Linked DNA regions of Anser cygnoides: region 1 is linked to region 2. Evidence: chromatin contacts called from public Hi-C data. All regions are on one chromosome and are shown on one strand. Each heading gives the region's core, a stretch centred on a gene start, on an enhancer-like site or on the middle of the called end of the contact. The rest is flanking DNA. Distances are from core to core; before and after follow the strand shown. Region 1 overlaps PCSK5 (proprotein convertase subtilisin/kexin type 5). Region 2 holds the start of PCSK5 (proprotein convertase subtilisin/kexin type 5).

Region 1 (3,797 bases), core at 152-2,651, 51 kb before region 2:
CAAAAATACCCCATAATACGCTCAATTCCTGTCCAGCAGTAACTAGGACATACAGAATAGAAAGAACCTGGTAGGAAGTGAAAAATTCTTTTCTAAACTGGAGAATCCTGTCAGCATTAGCAGTTATTATTAACAATAGAAGGGATGATAACAGTACTGGAGAGGATTAAACTCCATCAATGTTGAAAAATACTTGTTCCTGTCTGAACTAACTGCAAAGACATAGTCCATGTCTTTGTAGTCTAACAATGGCTTGTTAAAAAATAAACAATGGTTAAATTAAATTCTCCTCGTTACATTCTATTTTACAAAACTATGCAAAGAGGCCCAGCAGAGCTAGACTGCAGCTGCAGAAAACAGTTCTTGTATGTCCATATAACTCCAGCTTCACCTGACCATTACCAAGCTTTTCTGAAGCAGGAGGGAAAAAGAAACAGTCAGCAAGGAGAGTCTTGTGATTGAAGTCTAGTAAATTTCTTTAAAAGTGAGTAAAAATTAGTTTTATTAACCATATCTTCCCATAAATATATATTTATCTTCACCTTCTCCACTTTTTATTACCATTTCTCCATGCAAGCAAGATGAGGAAACTCATTAAACCAACTGGCAGGAATGGTGAAATTGGTTAGGCACAAAGTCCTCTTAGTCATTCCAAAGACATTGTTTGCTGTTATTACACGTTAAGTAAAACGGTTTCAGATAGCAGTAGGATTTTAGGGTTGACTTCGACCTTTTTCAGTTATGCAAACGGATTGTATATAGTCCATCCAGTTATTGACAAACAGGCTACTTTGTCAACACCAGTGAAAGAGAATAAATTTATTAGATAGAACATGATGGTACATACATAGCTGATCTCTGGGTATGTCATGCAAGACTTAGCTTTCTCCTGACTCAATATTTGGAAAGGGATGTTAACTAAGGACCTTCCTTCCCTTTGATCTTATTTCTTTGCTATCAGTTCTAAGCAAGCTGGACCCAAGTCTGTAGGTCATTTTCAAATAGTATTTGAACAGTGACTCTTATGTGAAGTTTCATGTGTTACTTGATCTATAAAAAGGTTCTATTTTACCCTTTAAATACAGAGGTCTCAAAAATCAGAGGTCATGATCAAGCAGGTACTTTTTTTTTTTTTTTTTTCAGCTCTCATTGCTTTGAGTGAGGGAAGACATAAGAAAATTGTCTTTACCTGGGTATTAGAAAGCAATGGAAACAGTAATTTCTCAATAGATAATCCTCTAGCAATGAAAAAGTACAAGCATACCTGTTTAGGTGATGAGTGGCTCTGGAAACTCTGTCTGCTTTGGCTTCTACTGAACTGTAAAGTGTTAAATATCTATATTTCTAATCTCTCTACTCTTTCTAGGAATGTGTTTAGAGTAAATGGAGAAAAATAGAGCAATAAAAAATACCTTTCAATTTGTTTACAGAATAGTTCTTGAGAGATACTTTTAACCTCTGTGATGACCCAAAACAGAGAGAAGGCCTGAATCACCTTTGTAACTTCTTGCCATGGATCTCACACAAACAAAAATGTATTATTTCTAGTCTGGACTATTAAAATTACAAGGCAAGGTACTTGTGAAGATGAAGATGGGGGAGAAGAACATTAATCAGATTTTGTTTGACAAAGTCTTTGAATAAAAGGTCTTGTGTCAACAAATCTGAACTACATTTACAGCTCTGTTAGAGATTATACCAGTTCAACGGCCAAAGGTATCAATCTTAACCACAACGAAGTTACTTATTAATCAAAATGCAAACCTGTACATGATAATACCTTATTACTTTCTCAATAACATGTCTGCTGCCAGCAACCTAATAACCTCTTTCCGACATAACAGTGACTGAAACCATTAACTAACCTCAAATTCCTTTATTTTCCCCAACTTATAAAGATAAACAGGATTAACAAAAGTAGCTATGGTTACAATCACAAATACAGTCATATGAGGATATCTGGTAATGACCCAAGTCAGTCCTGAAGTCAACTCATTCACGTATTTTTAGCTATTCTCTCTGTTGCAATAGTGTATGCACTAATACTTCCTGATCACTCTCAACAAAATGGCATCAAACCACTACCACTAAAGATATTGCAAAAATACAAGAGTTATTCAATAGAGGTAAACGCAATCAGCCAGGGACAGTGCCTCCCCAGAGAGCTTGTATATGAGGATACCTTTTTTTCAGATAAAGAAATGAAAATATTCTGAAAGTTGTACATGACCAGCAGTACAGATCACTTGTTGTCCTAACAGGTTTCCCATGATAGGCTGACAGTGGTGAGGAAGCCATGAAGCAATATGGGTAGGCAACACAATTGATTAATTAACAGGAGACTGCTACTTTCCTGAACAAAATTACAGGCAACTGCTATAAGCACCTATTACTGATTTGAAACAAAACTAACCAACCAACCAACCAAAGAAACAAGCTAATTCAATTCCATTAAAAACCTATGTTGACACTAAAAAACTTGTATGCAAATCAAAGAACACAAAGGAGAAATTACATAAACTACTGTAAAACATACTGGTGGGCTTTTGCTCACTATTATTTTCTTGAAATTTGTTTCTTTCTATTCAAACACAGAATTGAAAGTTTGTAACAATAAGAGCAGGCTACCTAAGGTTAAATCACTGCTATTTTCTAGTTTTAATTGAAAAAGCTGAAATTAGGAAAAAAAAAAAAAAAGAAATTTGAGAGGACACTGTTACAATCTACTGCCATTTATTGAAATCTGTCTGTCACCTTGTGCACATATTTATAGGATAGGTAGACTGAAAAAACACGTGTTAGAGAAGATAACAAGTACACTCATTAAAATCAACTGGAAAAAAGTCCTGCTATGATCGAATTACACACAATAATACAGCTTTCACAAAGAACTTCTGAGAAGTATTACATTTTGAATAAAAGCTGTTTTCAAGGTGGACAATGAACTGCTTAAAAAACCCTCTGCTGTATCAACACAATGCAGCAATAAATGAAGTAATTTCTACTGTAGGACAGAAATGTAGGATAGATACTGCCTCAAACCCTGAGATCTCCAATAGCTCAGAAAAAGTATGATGGAACCACTTTTCCTTGGGAAAAGATGAGTCAATAGTACAGTTCTTTAATAAAAATGAGAGGAGTTTTGGAATTGAAGTTATTACTTTGCCTTTTATTAAAATGTAGAAGTTCTGGAAACTGAAAAGCAAAGCTACTATACTTTTTGGCTGGTGACATGCTCGTATGTGAAATATACTTGAAGATGAGGACTTACGACTATCTGCATTTATTAACAGCAACTGTTTAGAGTTAGCTGCAAATTTTTGTAACCCTATTTTTTTTTTTCTTTTAATGCATTTAACAATGAACTACAAGTCAGAATGAAATGAATATAAAAATGCTTCAAAATATTCGTAATGCTGTGTTAGGACAAACTCATTTATTTACATAAAATAATAAACTAATGCTTTGGAATTAACAAAAAGTCTGAAAAGACAATGTCTACTTCCAGGAAAATTATCCTTAATATTGTTGCCAGAAAGGCATAATTTCCTCCCTGTCTGAAGAAATTAAATCTATCAAGTCATAAACCTTCTGAGTGTCCTGCTGCCGGTGTTGACGTAGTAAAAAAACAAGATGCAAGGACTTAGAACTACAACAACAAAACAGCAGGGAAAGGGTTCAAGTCCACAACAACATAGATGGGAAGGTGTCAGCTGGAGGCAATTGCCTAACTTGTTACCCCCCACACACACACTTTCTTGAACTAAATATATGATTTTTTATTTGTCCATTTCTAG
Region 2 (3,780 bases), core at 265-2,764:
TCAACCTGCCTAAGTACCCGCATCTTCATACATCATGTTTTGTGCTGCCTCGGTGTCATTTTCGATCTTTTCTTATGTAAATTATTTATCTTAACATGCTGCACAACTGTTTCATTCAGGCTTGCTATGACTGGGAACAGCTGAGATGCACGCTTCAAACTTTTGAGTCAAGGATACAGTATGTGGGGACTCACAACACAAACAAAAATCGGGTGTCACTTTGATCTGGCTGAAGTAAAAGGCCTGCTGTGTAAACTCGGCTGCATTTTTGTGAATCTCACATACAAGACGAACCCTTCTCTACCTGTAAATGCTCACTCCTAAACTTTCGATTCACGTAAACTACTGTCTAGAAAGACTGTGCTGGGATGTTCGCACACAGCCGTGAAACAGAATTATTTTCCAGGCGCTCGACTCGCTCAGCCCTACGATACGCGAATCCTGTTCTGTGGCTAATGGCCAGGAAAGCCGAGGCTGCCGGCCGCAACCTCTGTCCGAAAAGGCGATCCCGGGACATTTTGAGCGGCAGCCGTGCCTCGCTACGGCAGCAGGGCTGGGACCGCACCACGAGCGGCTGCTCCCCGCTTGCACCTCCCAGCGGATCCCAGCAATTTTCTCACGGGGAGACGTGCCGGGACCCAGTCTCTTCCCAGCCCGGCACCCGCGGGCTCCGCAGAGCCCAGGTGCTGCCGGGCCGGCGGCGGGGCAGCGGGCGGGGGGCCCCGATGGCGGCGGCACGGCCGGGGCAGCGGGGCCACCGCTGTCACCTCTCCGCGCCGCGCCTCCAACCACCCGCGGGGTCGGGACGCCCCCGGCGGCGGCCGCGGCTGCCACGTCCTGGCCGCCGGGGACACGCGCGCTGGCCGCGGGACGCGCTCCTCTTTGATTCCGATTTTTTATTACATATATATTTTTTAATTTTTTTTAATTTTTATTTTTCCACCCAAGCCGGGGGGGGGGGGGGGGGGGGGGCGGCAAGGAGTGCTAAGTTCAGCCCCCGCCGCCTCGGAGGCCGGCCGAGCCCCGGCAGGGCCCCCCGGCCGCCCGCCCGCCCCCGGCCGGCTCCGCGGGGCGCAGCCCCGCTCCCCGCTCCACACCTGGCCGCGGAGGGGGCGCTGCGGCCGCGCTGGCGGCCCCCGGCCCGGCCGCTGCCTACCTGCCCCCGGGCATCACCTCCGCCGCTCCCGGTCCCCGTCCCCGTCCCCTGGCCCGGCGGCGGGGCGGCAGCGGACCCCGCGAGCCCCTGCCCGGCGCCCGGCTCGGAAGTAGTTGCAAGGAGGGTTACCTGTCCTATATTGACGTATCCGTATTTGCTAGCTATCCTGTTGGCCTCCGGCAGCCCCCCAGCTATCCGCACAGCCCAGTGGTTGGTGTACAGGCGCGTCCTGCAGGCGGGCAGCAGGAACCCCAGCACCAGGGTGAGCCGGCAGAGAAGGTCCCCGCCGCCTCCGCCTCCCCAGCAGCAGCGGCGCTTCCAGCCCATCTTCTCCTCCTCCGCACGCAACCCCCACAAAACTTCTCCTTCCTTCTTCCGAGGCTCTTCTCCTCCTCGCCTCCCGGCGACACCGGCGGCGCGTCCTCCGAAGTTACCCCGAGGAGGAAACTAGGAAGAGCTTGGAATAGTGCATTGAACCGCCCGCGGGTCAAATGGTGAGGGGCTGGGGATAGTGATTATGAGCGGCAACGGTGATTACTGCTGTCCCCTCCTCCCTCTGCTCCTCGGGGATTAAGTAACTTGCTGGGAAAGCTTCTCGCACAGTTTCTGAGCGCCAGCCTTCTCCCTCTGTCCCCTGCTACATGGGAAGTCGTCTCTCGGCGGGGAGGAGGCTCCTTCCCCCCTCTCCGCGCTTCCCTCCTCTCTGACCTCCCCCTGCCAAGGGTCTTCTGCCTCCTCTCCCGCGTCTCGCTTTGCCTCGCCTTCCCTCCTCTCCCCCCTCTTGCCCGGGGTCCGGGAGCAGCGCGGCGGCGGCAGGCAGTGTGTGAGTGTTGGCAGCTGAGCGCCTCACTTCACTCCGGCTCGGCCACCTCCCTCTCCCCTCCCTCCCTTTTCCTCCTCCTCCTCCTCCTCCTCCTCCTTCTCCCGCCCCCGCTCCCGCCCGGCAGCGCCGAGGGCCAGGAGAAATGGCAGCCGCGCCGGCCCCGCGCCCCGCCGCCCCCCGGGGCCCGCAGCCCCCGCCGCCCCCTACCCGGGGGCTCCCCCATCGGCTCCACCGGGCCGGGCCGGGCGGCCGCCGCCCCGCCGGCAGGGCCGCGCCGAGGTGCGAGGCCTGCGGCGAGGCCTCCCGCCTGCTGGCGGCCGCGGGGCCCCCCCGGCCGTGCCCCCGCCGGTGCCGGCGGCGAGGAGAGGCAGCGGGGAGCCTGGGCGGCCCCGCACGGCCGGGCCCGGGGCTGCGGGAGCGGGGCGCGGGCAGCCCCGGAGCTGCCTCTCCCGCCTGGTCCCTCCTGGGGGTCCGCTCGCCGCCCCTGGTCGGCGGGCACCATTTGGGGTTGGGGCGGGACGGGGCCCGGGGAGGCGGCGGGTGGGGAAGGTGGCGCAGGCCGGTGGGGTGGGGTGGGGTGTGAGGAAGCCACGTCTGCACCGGCCCGGGCTGTGTGGGTTGTCGGGCCGAGCCGGGGAGCCGCCGCCGCGGCGGCTCGGAGCCACCCACGGGTCTTCTCTTTGTTGCTGGAAAGTTAGAGCGAGTCTCAGTGAAACGCGGCGCTGACAGACCTGCTGTGAGGGCTTGCTGCCGTTTGTGAAGGGTTTTGAACGCGAGGAGTGCTAGTAGCCTTTTGAGATATTGGTGGGTCTTTATGTTTTTTGTTTTCTCTGAGGAGCCTAAGGTGTCCTACAAAGGCAGCCATCGTTCTCCTTATCACCGGGTCCTGAAATGTGAGAAGTTACATGTTTTGCAGAAAATCGTGCAGTAACATGGTGTGCCTTTTCCCCTCCCCGAAGACTTGTGCCCCTACCTTCAAAAACGTTGTTTTCCTAATGTAGAAATAAAAGACAAACAACCAATACCATGCATTCCACTTTAAACTGTTACTGGCTTTAAGATCATTTTCATAGAATCACTGAGGTTGGAAAAGACCACCAAGATCATCTGGTCCAACCATCACCCTACTGCCAATGTCACCCACTAAACCATGTCCCTAAGCACCAGGTCCAACCTTTCGTTGAACACCCCCAGGGATGCTGACTCCACCACCTGCCTGCCTGGGCAACCCATTCCAATACCTGACCACTCTTTCTGAGAAGAAATGTCTCCTAATTTCCAACCTGAACTTCCTCTGGCACAACTTGAGGCCATTCCCTCTAGTCCTATCACTAATTAACTGTGAGAAGAAGCCAGCCCCCATCTCCTCACACCTTCCTTTCAGGTAGTTCTAGAGAGACCTTGTTGAAGGTCACCCCTGAGCCTCCTCCAGAATAAGAAACCTCCTCCCATATCTTCTAATTGCTTTTAAAGGGGAGAAAATGGAAAACCCATTCTCTGCTTGCCTGTTTATTCTAAGTATGCAAAATTAATTTGCCAGTTCTTGCTAGCTTTTCCTTGTTAGTATTTTTTCCTGTAGTTTGCATTATCATTTGCTTAATGTATTACAACATCCTATTTACTCCTGTTAATAGTTTCAAGACCTTGACATTTTCAAGACCTTGTAGTTTTCAAGACCTGGGACGTACCTTTCCCAGGATTTCACAGGTAATGGCCTTTGTTTTACGAATCATACTTCTACCAAAACCACAACACTCGCTAGATTCAGTAGCAGCAGTGTTAGGCCCAGACAGTTACACCT

Evidence for each region. A called contact is a pair of places that touch in the nucleus more often than the background predicts.
Region 1: a Hi-C map of liver shows a contact between it and region 2, with 3 times the contacts expected there. The contact joins the enhancer-like site here to the promoter of PCSK5 in region 2. A contact is called at or near these places in 2 of 7 Hi-C or Micro-C datasets (both in liver).

Annotation. Positions count from the first base shown.
Region 1 is chrZ:48,775,100-48,778,896 of Taihu_goose_T2T_genome, reverse strand. The region is part of intron 3 of PCSK5 (proprotein convertase subtilisin/kexin type 5); the gene reads right to left. Among named protein-coding and RNA genes, the nearest start is that of PCSK5, 50 kb to the right of the region's middle. Within about 2 kb of position 1,401, at least 2 of the 3 cell types and tissues checked have open chromatin away from gene starts, as enhancers often do. A contact at or near this core is called in liver, where this site is marked.
Region 2 is chrZ:48,724,448-48,728,227 of Taihu_goose_T2T_genome, reverse strand. PCSK5 (proprotein convertase subtilisin/kexin type 5) reads right to left here and starts at 1,514. Exons shown (of 37, transcript XM_066988258.1): 1 at 1,286-1,514. The coding sequence starts at 1,483. It overlaps LOC106044164 (a long non-coding RNA gene), which reads left to right and starts at 1,501. Exons shown (of 3, transcript XR_010827702.1): 1 at 1,501-1,650.